3 separate regions of the Oryctolagus cuniculus genome follow, and all the other regions are linked to region 1. A link is a contact called in public Hi-C and Micro-C data. All regions are on one chromosome and are shown on one strand. Each heading gives the region's core, a stretch centred on a gene start, on an enhancer-like site or on the middle of the called end of the contact. The rest is flanking DNA. Distances are from core to core; before and after follow the strand shown.

Region 1 (3,537 bases), core at 682-3,181:
CAAACTCGGTGGGGCCCGTTCCAGACATAAACACTGGCGGGGAAATGAATGCCCCAACTACGTCCTTAGTGACTCTACGCCTCTGGAAGGGAGAGGAGAAGCACACGCGCTGCAAAGAATGCAGAAGAAAATCAAAGAACGGGGGGCGGGGTGGGAAGGAGGGTGCCTCAGAGCCCGGCCTTTGTAACGGGAACCATATGGCTGGTGGCTGCGGCTCAGACGCTCCCAGGCTGCTGGGAGAAGCTGCTAAGCAGCCTGACACCTTTCAAGAAACAGGAGGAAAACATTTCCTCGGTCTGCATCTGAGACACCACAGTTGGCATCAGAAAGCACGGAAGGAGCGGGCCTGGGGCGGCGGGCGGGGGGCGAGGGGGGAAAGGACCCGGCTGGGGGCAGCCCCTGGAAGACCGCAAAGGCTAAGACGGACTCCGCAGGACTTGTCTCTCCAACGGCGCTCTGGGGCACTGAGGGGACCGGGGAATAAACACAGCCTAACACACACACACACTCACACGTTCCTTAGTCTCCACTCGGGGACACCTTGGCAACTCACTCAAGCTTCCTGCGGCTTCCCCTGACCCAAACCCCGCAGTTGGACGGAAAGAACAAACTTTACTGGCCCCAAGCGAAAGCATCTCGCAAGCCTGCCTCCCACTGCTCGGCGCACTCGCCCGCTGCCCCAGGGTCGTCCCAGCCAATCCAGACGCCCACGCCGGTGACCCCGGAGTCCCCGTTTCCTCGTGCTCCTCCCACGCCTTCGCGCCCCGCTCCCCACTAGGCACCCCCGCCCCGCCCCGCAGCACCACCACCTAGCAGGCTCCCTGCTCCACAGTCACGCCAGGAGCCCACGCCCCGTAACTTCCCCCGCAGGCCCAGCGCGGCCCGCTGCTGCCCTCTCACTGCGGGTCTGGGAGGCTCCCTGCCCTCCTCTGGGCCCCGCCGGGTCCAGCCCAGCCACCCTCTCGCCCCGGCAGCGGCCGCCCGCCGCCCCTAATCGTTCCCAGGCCCCGCGCCGGCCCGGTCACATCTAGCTGCGCTCCGCCGCCCTCCTCGCCTCTCCATACAGCCTAACCACCGAGAAGAAACAGCCCGCAACAACTCATCCACTCCCCTGAACTCGCTCCCAGCGCCCGGCCTCCCGGCTCCACTCGCAGCCGGGACGAGTCGGCTGGGCGGGCGGGGCGCGGGGGGCTGCGGGCCACAGGGCTCTGGGTCCCCCGCCGGGCCGTGGGCCCGCGCACCTCGGGCCTGGCAGCCCCGCCGAGGGCGCGCTTCACACACACACACACACACACACACACACACACACCCGCCCCAACCTGGCTGCGAAAGGGCAGGCGGCACCTTCCTACCCTAAGCTTTTCAGAAATCAAAACACGCACGGCTCCCCGAGCCCCGTCCTACCGCCCCCACCCCGGGGTCCCCGGCAACTGGACCAATGCCTCGGAGCGCGGCACCAGCTCCGAGACGAAAGGGGCAGCGGACTGCACGGAGCCGGGAGTTGTGCGTAACGACCTCCGAGGAACCGGGGTGGGGGACAGGGCAGGGGGCCAGCAGCCCGGGGCGCGCGGGTGCTGCACCCCCTCCTCGGCCCGGCCCAACAGAAACAGAAGCGTGCCGAGCCCCAACTAACCCGCGGCGCCTCCACCTCCAGCACCCACCCCCGGACCGGAGGCGCAAAGCAAACAGGTCTCCGAAGCCGGCCATAGAGGCACATTGTTCGCTCCCGCAGCTCTTACCTCGGTCTGCGAGCGCGCCCCGGGGGAGGGCCGTCTGGCGCGGGGGCCGCGCGGGGTGAGGCGCCGAGGGCAGCAGCCACCCGGGGCCCGGGAGGGCCGAGGCCGGCCGCGAGTGGGTCGCCGGCCGCCGGGTCCGCGAGGGAGGCAGCGCCGCGGCGCGCCGGCCGGACACGGCGCCGCTGCTCGGCGCGTCCTCCTGCTCGGCCGCCGCTGCCTCCAGCCAAGCAGCCAGCGCCGGGCGGCTCCTGGGGCTATGTCAACATTTTCCCGCAGTTCCCGCACGCCGCTCGGCGAGAGAGGTCTTGCACACGCACGCACACGCCCCCAGCCCGCTCGCTCCCTTAGGGGGAAGAGCTCGGGACTCGGTGCGCAAGGAGCGGTGCAGGCAAACAGCCCGACAGAGGCGCGCAGACTTGGGAGTCCCCGGGAAGCGGCGGCTGCGCGAGGGGAGGGCGGCAGACGCCGGCGGCGCGAGGCCAACTCAGTTTGTCAGCGGAGCCCGGAGCCCGCCGTCCGCGCCGGCCCGACTGGCGTCCCTCGCGCCGACCCTGCGGCCTGGGGCGGGAGGCGGCGGCGGCCCCTCCTCACATTTCGGGTCTCCCGGCCCCGTGAGCCGCGGCCGCTGCTCCACGAACGGCTGAAGGCGAGGGGACGCAGGGGGAGCAAGGGCAGAGCCACGCCACGCACAGCCACGGAGGGGAGATGCCCCGCAACAATCCCAAAGAATTCTCCGGTAAGCTCCCGCCTTCGCTCCGGCACCTCTGCGTGTGTGTGAGCGGCGAGAGAGTGAGAGGGGGAGAGGGAGCGCGAGCTGAGAGAGGGATCGAGACGGGGGAGTGCGAAGTCCTGACACAGACTCAGCGAGGTCTGAACTGGAGTCACCTCCAGCCGCCGCCTCCGCCTCCGCACCGAGTCCCCACCTACGCCGCCCCCCCGGGGTCCGGCTAATCATATAAACATATTAGCGTGTACCGCGGCAAAGGACAAATCTCTCCCTCCTGATTTTTCCAGCAAGGGGCTCAGGCAAACTCTAAAGCAGATTACAGGCAGCTAAGTACAAAACGTGGAGCAGATAATCTATAACTCATTGCCGCCCAATGGCCATTTTCCACTCCATTGGAGCAGCTGCGGCGGCAGAGCGCCCGAGCCGGGGGGGAGGGGGAGCGAAGGGACACTCACGGGCTCGAGCCGTTCGGTGGCGGCGGCGGTGGCGGCCGAGCAGCCGCCGGAGGACAGGCCGGCCCCGGCTCCGCCGGCGGGGCGGCCGCAGGGCTGTCCGGGCGGCGGCGGCGGCGGCGAGGGACGCGCGCGCACGGCCGCGGAACGCGCCCCGGAGGCGGCCTGCGCCGGCTCGCGCCCCTCCCCTCTGCTCTGCTCCCCTCCCCTCCCCGGCGACTCGGCCTCCCCCCCCACACACCCCACCCCAGAGCCAGGTCCCGGGGCTCAGCATCCAGTCTCCCCCCAAAACCTCTCCCCGCGAAACAGCAACACACCCCTTCCAGCCATGCCCTCCCCATCCCAAATTCCACTCACTGCGCGCTCGGTCCTCCGCGCGCTCCGCTGGCGCGCGCTCTGCATCCCGTGCACACACACGCACTTTAAAAACATTTATTTTATTTCTGGAACGGGGGTGAAGGTATTCGCGAGAGCGCGGCGCTCCAGCCTCGGCGGCGGGGCGCCCCCTCCCCGAGCCCCTCCAGGCACAGGAGCTTTCCGCTTGCCTGGACTTCGCCGAGGCGCTCGCGATGCGCCTTCTACCCACCCCGTCTCCAGGTTTTCTCTCTTCTCCACGTAGCGA
Region 2 (3,537 bases), core at 289-2,788, 500 kb after region 1:
TCTATCTTATCCAAGAGACTAAATAGTCTTGTCACAGCTGCATGTCAAAACCTTCTTAACAAAATAAGGTGGTAAATGTGAAATTACATTAATAAGGTAAAAGGAGCACTTTCAAAGACATATGGCATGTACTGAAATCTAAATTGTAACTGGAATGTTCTAATTATATTTGTACTAATCAAAAAGGGATTTTGGAGTCTGTAATTTTATGACATATTACTATGTTTTAAAATCAAAATGACTAAGGGATGATTAAAATATTATTACAAGTAACTTCAAGGAAACACATGAACTAATGTAAGCCTAGGCATTGCTTTCATAAATCAGCATGTATGTTGTCAGATCTGTTAGCCTCTTACACTCATTTTTAATATGAACTTAACCATTTGGCTGTTAAAAAATCATACTTAAGAAATGATCCCAAACAGTGCTATACAAACATAACGGTTTTAAAAGCCTGACTACATTAAACTTTTTTTACAATGCAATTGCAATCTCGAGACAATAAATAGTAGCATAGATAATGACAGTAACTGACTCCTCACTAATTGTAATACTTCTGCATAGCCTAGTGACAATTTATGAATTGCGAAGAATAAATCTATTTGACAGGCCTGTTAGCAAGAAGGCCTTCAGCTTCTTGCTTTGCAGCAGAATGAAGTAAAATCTATCCCTTTCTTGCTGTTGTTAAAAACATTCCAACAGTTAGTTCTTTTTCACAGAAAATGCTGCAGGAAGGTTCTAGTTTAAAAAAAAATCTCAACACGACTGAATCTTACACTTCCTTATTATTGGCCAGGATACATGCTAAGTTAGAACATATTGAGAGGTTATTATTTTTTTAAGAGGGAAAACTTGATAGAGCATTGTATTTCTAGATCAGAGAGTGGACACTCTACAATCTTTCAGGCATTGTACAACTGAAGCTGGCTGCCGGGAAAATACGCGTTACAATACCCGGCACTTAAACAATTGTACCTATACCGTTAAGTAACAAAAGCGCGAGGCACCTGGAATCGCAGCATTTGCGCCTAATGCCAGCAACAATATAAAGCATTCAAGTGACATTTGATAATGAGCAGACAGTGGAGGCATTACACACGTCCTTAGAAGAATCAGACTTCCTACCTTGAAAAGACAGATGGAGGTAAGTTCCTTTATAAAAAAAAAGTTGTAAGTAAAGCCAGGCAGCAGTTGCAGTAAATTGAGTCCTTTCAGTCACTGTGTACATACAGCAGTTCTGCAATAAGGGGAAAAATATAATGGGAGGAGCGGCTGTGAACGAGTGACCTCCTCAAGCTGAGTCCTCTCTGTGAACCGAGCATGGAGAGCCACTGCTCCTGATTTGCATGGATTATCTCCACTTGAACAGATACAGAGCAGATACATTTAAATTGAGCTGGCACAATGGCAAAAAGATGGAAGAGTGAATGAATGAGGGACAGCGCAAGAGAGGGAGAGAGAAAGAGAAACAGACAGGAGATCGGAGAGCGTGGATAAGCTGGTTCTTGCAGAACTGTGTCTCAGAAGAGCTACAGCTCCCTCTTCATGTCACAGTTGTAAGATAAGAAATGTTGTCATTAAGAACTGGTTAATCACAGGGAAAAATATACCCAGATTAGCAATGTTCGATCTGATCCAATTTTTATGAACATGTTATGATTCTTCCTTTTTTGTCATTAGGATTTTAGACAGTATGCCAAAAAAAATCTTTTATTAGTAGCTAGGTAAGCAAATTTGAATAAAACTCTGAGTTTTGAATGCGATCAGTGTTTTGACTTGAATGGCATAGATTCCAGTGAAAGAACATAGATATTTGTTCAGTTAGTGCAATATTTATTTTGAAGGATTAAGTCCTCTTAACTTTTATATATCTAGAGACACATACTACAATGCAAGTAAAAAATAGTATTTGAATGTTTATTATTGTTTAATTATTTTAAAGACCCAAATGATCTATTGAAAGAGAGGGTTTTGTTGTTTTGTTTTGTTTTGGTATTGTTCTGTTGTTTTTTTGTTCTAAGCTGCCCCCCCCCCCCCCCCCCCGCATATTGCTTCTTGTTGGAATTTCAGAATAGAAAAGCCTTTGTTTTCAATGTAGATGTATTTTGCAATCTATAATTATCACTTGCTTCTCCATTTAGCATCTTTAGAGCTTCCCTGTGTTGCTACCCGGTGTACTCACATTCGCATCTGTCAGTCAGTAAGTCAGCAGCAGATCTCAGAAGGGAACGACCCTCTTCTGAGTAAGTGAACCTGAAGCCTGCCTTCTCTTTGTATAAAGGTGTTTGCAGATGCCTAGCCAGGCAATTAGGGCAATTCAAAGAAAAAAAACCCAACAAACAAAACTGACTGAATTGATCATAACCCCTTGTAGAAGCCAGCATTAACTTGGGGCAAACCGAATACCAGTTATTTCCAGTATTCCAGTATTTCCCCAAATGGCGTTAAAGATCTCATCTCAACACAAGCATATGAGCGATATTTGCAGACAGTATTAAAGACTCCAGTCAGATTTTTGCTGTGGTCGGAGCTCCACATCCTACCAGGAAAGATAAAGGATTTAAACCCACTACACTTACAAAAACTCTGACTTGATGGACAGAAGTGATACTTTAAAAGAAATCTCAAGGAAAAAGCTAACACATTTCCATGAGACTTTGTGAAGATCTGAAATTTCTGAAGTGTGCAGACTTAGTGACTATAACAGTGTTTAGGAAACAATTGCTTGAAAGTAAAAGCGTGAAGACAATAGTTATTTTATGTCTCTGACATCCAACTGTCTGATTGCTCTCTGAGTGGATGGTTGAGTTCTCAGGTTTTTATATCAATTTGGACACAGCTTGTATACAGATTAGACCTGTAATATTATTGCGGTCTTCATATTACTTTTCAGGTTGTAAACTCCTTTGAGTCAGGGAGGGTACAATCTCTTTTAAAAGATCTCCTTAAAAATTTTGGAAGTGTCTCTTACATATTTTAGGTGTTTGCTACATTTTACAGAAATAATCTTGAAATTAATGGCAAAACACTATATTTTCCATACTCAGTATGTTCTTACTGTAATAATTGGATTATTGCTTACTGTAATAATTAGATTCAGAAATTATAGTGTTCTGTATCCTCATGAAATAAAAGCAAATAAAATTAATATAGTATAAATGTCTTACCATATATAAGATCGCCATCACAGTATCAATAAAGCTAGATTATATCTTAACATGTATGCATAATTGAGTGCTCACTCTTTATACCAGGGGGTGCCTTTCTAAAGGTATGCTTAGGATTTGAGTCATGACTTTCTGGGCACTAGGGCTGACTCAGTCATTCATCAGTTTTTGGACTGAGGACAAATTAATTACCTTGTTTGCAAAACGCAGCTAATAAAATGCCCTTCATTATTATATAGCTGGTGCGAGGAATAAAGGAAAGGATGCAGCAGAGCACCTGGGTAAACACTTAGTCAGTGTAGACCACTGTTATAATTACTACAGATCTGTCTCCATTGAATCTGAATCTCTCTCTTTCTCTGTGAAC
Region 3 (3,537 bases), core at 733-3,232, 390 kb after region 1:
GAGTAGAAGAAGGTGTTGGTTGTACCTAGAGTGCAGCACGTCATGAAAGGAAAAATCTCTTTAACTTGTAAGGCAGTGATTCTTAATTCATGTTTGGAGGATTGCTTGCCTGTGAATTACCTGGGAAACTTGTTAGAAATGCTGCAAATTCCTGGGATCCATGCCAGACCTACATTGCCTGATTCCAGGGGAATTAAATTCAGAACCCGTTTTACTACAAACACAGTCACAGATGGTTCTTAAGAATGGACAACTTTCAGAATGACTCTCTTAAGGAAATCTTCATCCTAAATGATCATTTAGGACCATTGACCAAATCAAAGTAAACTGGCAGAATTAGATAACTCTGAACATGTAGACTAAAGAGATACAGAGTGCTTTCTGTTGCATCTCCGCATTTAGTCGATTGCCTTGTACATGATGAACATTCAACCACTACATGTTAAATGAGTAGATAAGTGAAATTTTTTCAATTCCATGAATGCAAATATCATTTGGATGCAAAATATGCATGTTAGAATAGGCAATTACAATTAGAAATGTTCAAAGGAAACTAGTTGTTTTGTCTCCTACTTATATTCAATAATACTTGGAACAAGAGAAGATAAATAGATGATTTTAGGTTAAGTTTCAGATGAGGTAGCAAGTGGGAGACAAGTTTATGTATAACCATAAGCTCTTCAGCAAATCCCTGCTAATACAAGCGACAGAAATGTTGAATATGCTATCATCAGTATATATTTTTCTACCTTTAATTTTTTTAAGCAGGAAAGCAATTTAGAATATGCATAGTACAGTTTCTATATTTAGGACTAAATTTCTTGCATTTAAAAAAAATCAAGAATATGAATGTTTTTACTCTTACACATTTGCTAAAAGTAAAATTACTTCTGTTTTAGCAATGAGGAAAGTGAGACAGTCATTTTCACAGGTTTATTCATTTATTAATTGATTCAACAAATAATTTTATTAACTATTTTATGCATAGTTAAATATAAGATGTGGTCCCTGGTTTTGAAAAACTTAAAGTATTGAGAAAATGAGTTAATTATATTATAAAAGAATAAGGCCAAATATAGGTCTATAAATACAGTATGTCACGATTTATGGATGATGAGAAGTTTTCAGCGCCTACACCTTTTATTCTTCAATCTCTTTCTTGAGTCTGCTTGAAGACCACATAATTTAATAGGTAAATAACGGTGCTTGAAGGTGAAGGTCGGGGGACTAGCTGCAAGAATGCTGCCTCCAGCGGTATTTCAGGACTAGCCCAGAAGGAAATTCTCTGCATTTTATCACAGATGGTTACCCACCCGGAGTCGGAGGCTCTGATTTGGGTCATACTCACCGGGAGTATTTGTGAACAAAAGGCATTAGCATTTACATCTAATTCTCTCTTTGTTGAACTGAGCTGTCCTAGGCTTCATAAACATGCACTCAAGTGTGTACAGACCATCATTATGAACTGCAGTGATATTTCCTCTTCCTTTTATCACATCTTTTGTTACAGAGCCCTCCCACCCCACTATTGTTAAACCGGGTGTGTCCACATCCTGCTTTTTGTGTAATCATCTTGGAAACATCTTTAAAAGTTTCATCTACCTAATTAATGGACCAGCCTCCAATGAGTGGAGGCTGCTATTGTATAATTTTAACAAAGGGATTACATGGACACACACATTGGTGTCTCTTAATTAAGAACGTGATGAGTAGATGAGGGTATTTGCCAACAGTTGAAATCAGCAAGTCATTAAAAATTCTTCTGTAATACTACTAATTTGCTTGTAATAACCTTCTAATTGCAGCACATAAAGAAAGACAAATGCGGGTTGGACCCTAGGTAAAAAGTATCAGTCTTGTCCTTTCTGGTTAATGCAGGTATGATTTCCGTGTCTGGTTCAGTTGAAACAAAGCTATTTTCCCCTGCCTTTGGTTGACAAGCTTCTAAATGTTTAAGTTCCTTTTCTGAAAGGTGGGTTTCTCTAAAATGTTTGTTGTCCCTTGGTGGCATTGTGTAGTCTAGGGGAAATCACAGGGATGCAGGTGCCTTTTGAATGACCAGATGGGAAATGGAAGACGATCAAACTTCCTCCCAGACCCTGTGAGTCAAACAGGAATGGCCAAAGATTTTCCTTTGAAATCGTGAGAGTGAAACCGAATTTTAAAGTCTTGTATACAAATGACTATAATGCCTTACACAGCTTCCTTCTTAAAGGAAGTGTTTCCCATCACCAAAACACAGCCAGCGTCTGCGATCAGACTCAGCAGCCGCTTAACAGTGCCAGAGACACTGATGAACATCCAAAACGTTTCCTTCAAGCAAAGCAAACTATCCTCCAAAGAGCACAGGGATTCCTTGACACTGACTCAGAGGGAAGAGCGCCACCTATCGATCACAGCCGCAGTGCTGACGGCACCTGGCGGTGCTTCCAGTCTCCCTTCTGCCCACAGCCTGTTTCCCCCCAGGGAGCCGCACGTATAAGAGGTGGTCTCGAGGTCGCCTAAGTGCGCTCGTATCACGCTCCATAATTTGAGGAAAACACATGAATTTTAATCAGTTTTTTAAAACAACCAGGCCTCTCTTCTCATTTGCTAGAATGGAAAAAAATTCACTTTTATTACCTTAAAGATGCCAAACAGTGCCATTTTATTACTGTGGGAAGCTGGAAGTCATTTCCGAACTCTTTTGGCAAGGATGCTGTGTGGAGCATCCAATTCAGTCCTTTAAGTGTCTTCTGAGAACCACCACACAAACTGTGATTTACCGTCTCCAGGAGTGAAAGGGACCTGTTCTACCCTGAAACTGCAGAGAAAGGGGAAGTGTGTTTTCAAAGCAGCCCAATGAGAGGCGCAAGAATATGAGCCGGCTCCGAGAGGCGAGCCAGGGGTGAAGAATGCCTTGGTAACCCACATTTTCCAACATGTAATTTCTAATTTGCTCTAAAAGTTTATGTTGGCAGCCTTTGAAAGTTGTGATGATTGGTGTACACTGATCCACGGAACTTCAGGCCACTTTGACAGACACGTCACGCTTAGTGACAGTGTGGCTGCTCCCCTCTCAGCCCCATGCTCCTTGCTGTTTGCGTCCGAAATAGGTTTTGGTACACTTTCATAGCTGATGTAGTGTCCTAGCTTAAATATATATATATATATACATAAATATATAGCTTATGTACATACATGCATAATTAGTTACATATATATAATACATACATTATAGAGGTTCCTACATTTTACAAACATGTATTCAACTGACTAAACAAAATTAAACAAGAATCAAAGAGATTCTTGCATATTTTCTAATTTATGTACTCAGGAGATGGAAAGAGCCCAGGCACCCTCATGCCATCATCAGTGACAACAAACAATCATTTGAAAATTTGTGTTCTTTCACAGACTCAAGTCTCTCAGCCCCATGCAATCTGGGGGACCACAATGGCTAGTGAAGTCTATTCACACGCAAGTGCATTTTACCCCAGTGTCATTTGGCTTGGAGATTTTAACGGACTACCTTGTGTATGTGGTCCACAGTCATAA

Evidence for each region. Hi-C and Micro-C count contacts between places; a contact is called where the count stands out from the background.
Region 2: a contact with region 1 is called in a Micro-C map of ear pinna, with 5 times the contacts expected there. The contact joins the promoter of ADGRL2 here to the promoter of LOC108177713 in region 1. A contact is called at or near these places in 2 of 6 Hi-C or Micro-C datasets (ear pinna and an unstated tissue).
Region 3: a Hi-C map of an unstated tissue shows a contact between it and region 1, with 3 times the contacts expected there. The contact joins the enhancer-like site here to the promoter of LOC108177713 in region 1. A contact is called at or near these places in 3 of 6 Hi-C or Micro-C datasets (ear pinna, psoas muscle and an unstated tissue).

The regions. Positions count from the first base shown.
Region 1 is chr7:89,709,102-89,712,638 of mOryCun1.1, forward strand. LOC108177713 reads left to right here and starts at 1,932. Exons shown (of 5, transcript XR_011390604.1): 1 at 1,932-2,472. The region is part of intron 4 of ADGRL2 (adhesion G protein-coupled receptor L2); the gene reads right to left.
Region 2 is chr7:90,207,760-90,211,296 of mOryCun1.1, forward strand. ADGRL2 (adhesion G protein-coupled receptor L2) reads right to left here and starts at 1,539. Exons shown (of 25, transcript XM_070078187.1): 1 at 1,129-1,539. All of the region lies in intron 1 of LOC103350141 (a long non-coding RNA gene), which reads left to right.
Region 3 is chr7:90,100,454-90,103,990 of mOryCun1.1, forward strand. All of the region lies in intron 1 of ADGRL2 (adhesion G protein-coupled receptor L2), which reads right to left. All of the region lies in intron 1 of LOC138850623 (a long non-coding RNA gene), which reads left to right. Among named protein-coding and RNA genes, the nearest start is that of TMSB4X, 24 kb to the left of the region's middle. Within about 2 kb of position 1,983, at least 1 of the 8 cell types and tissues checked has an H3K27ac peak or open chromatin away from gene starts, as enhancers often do.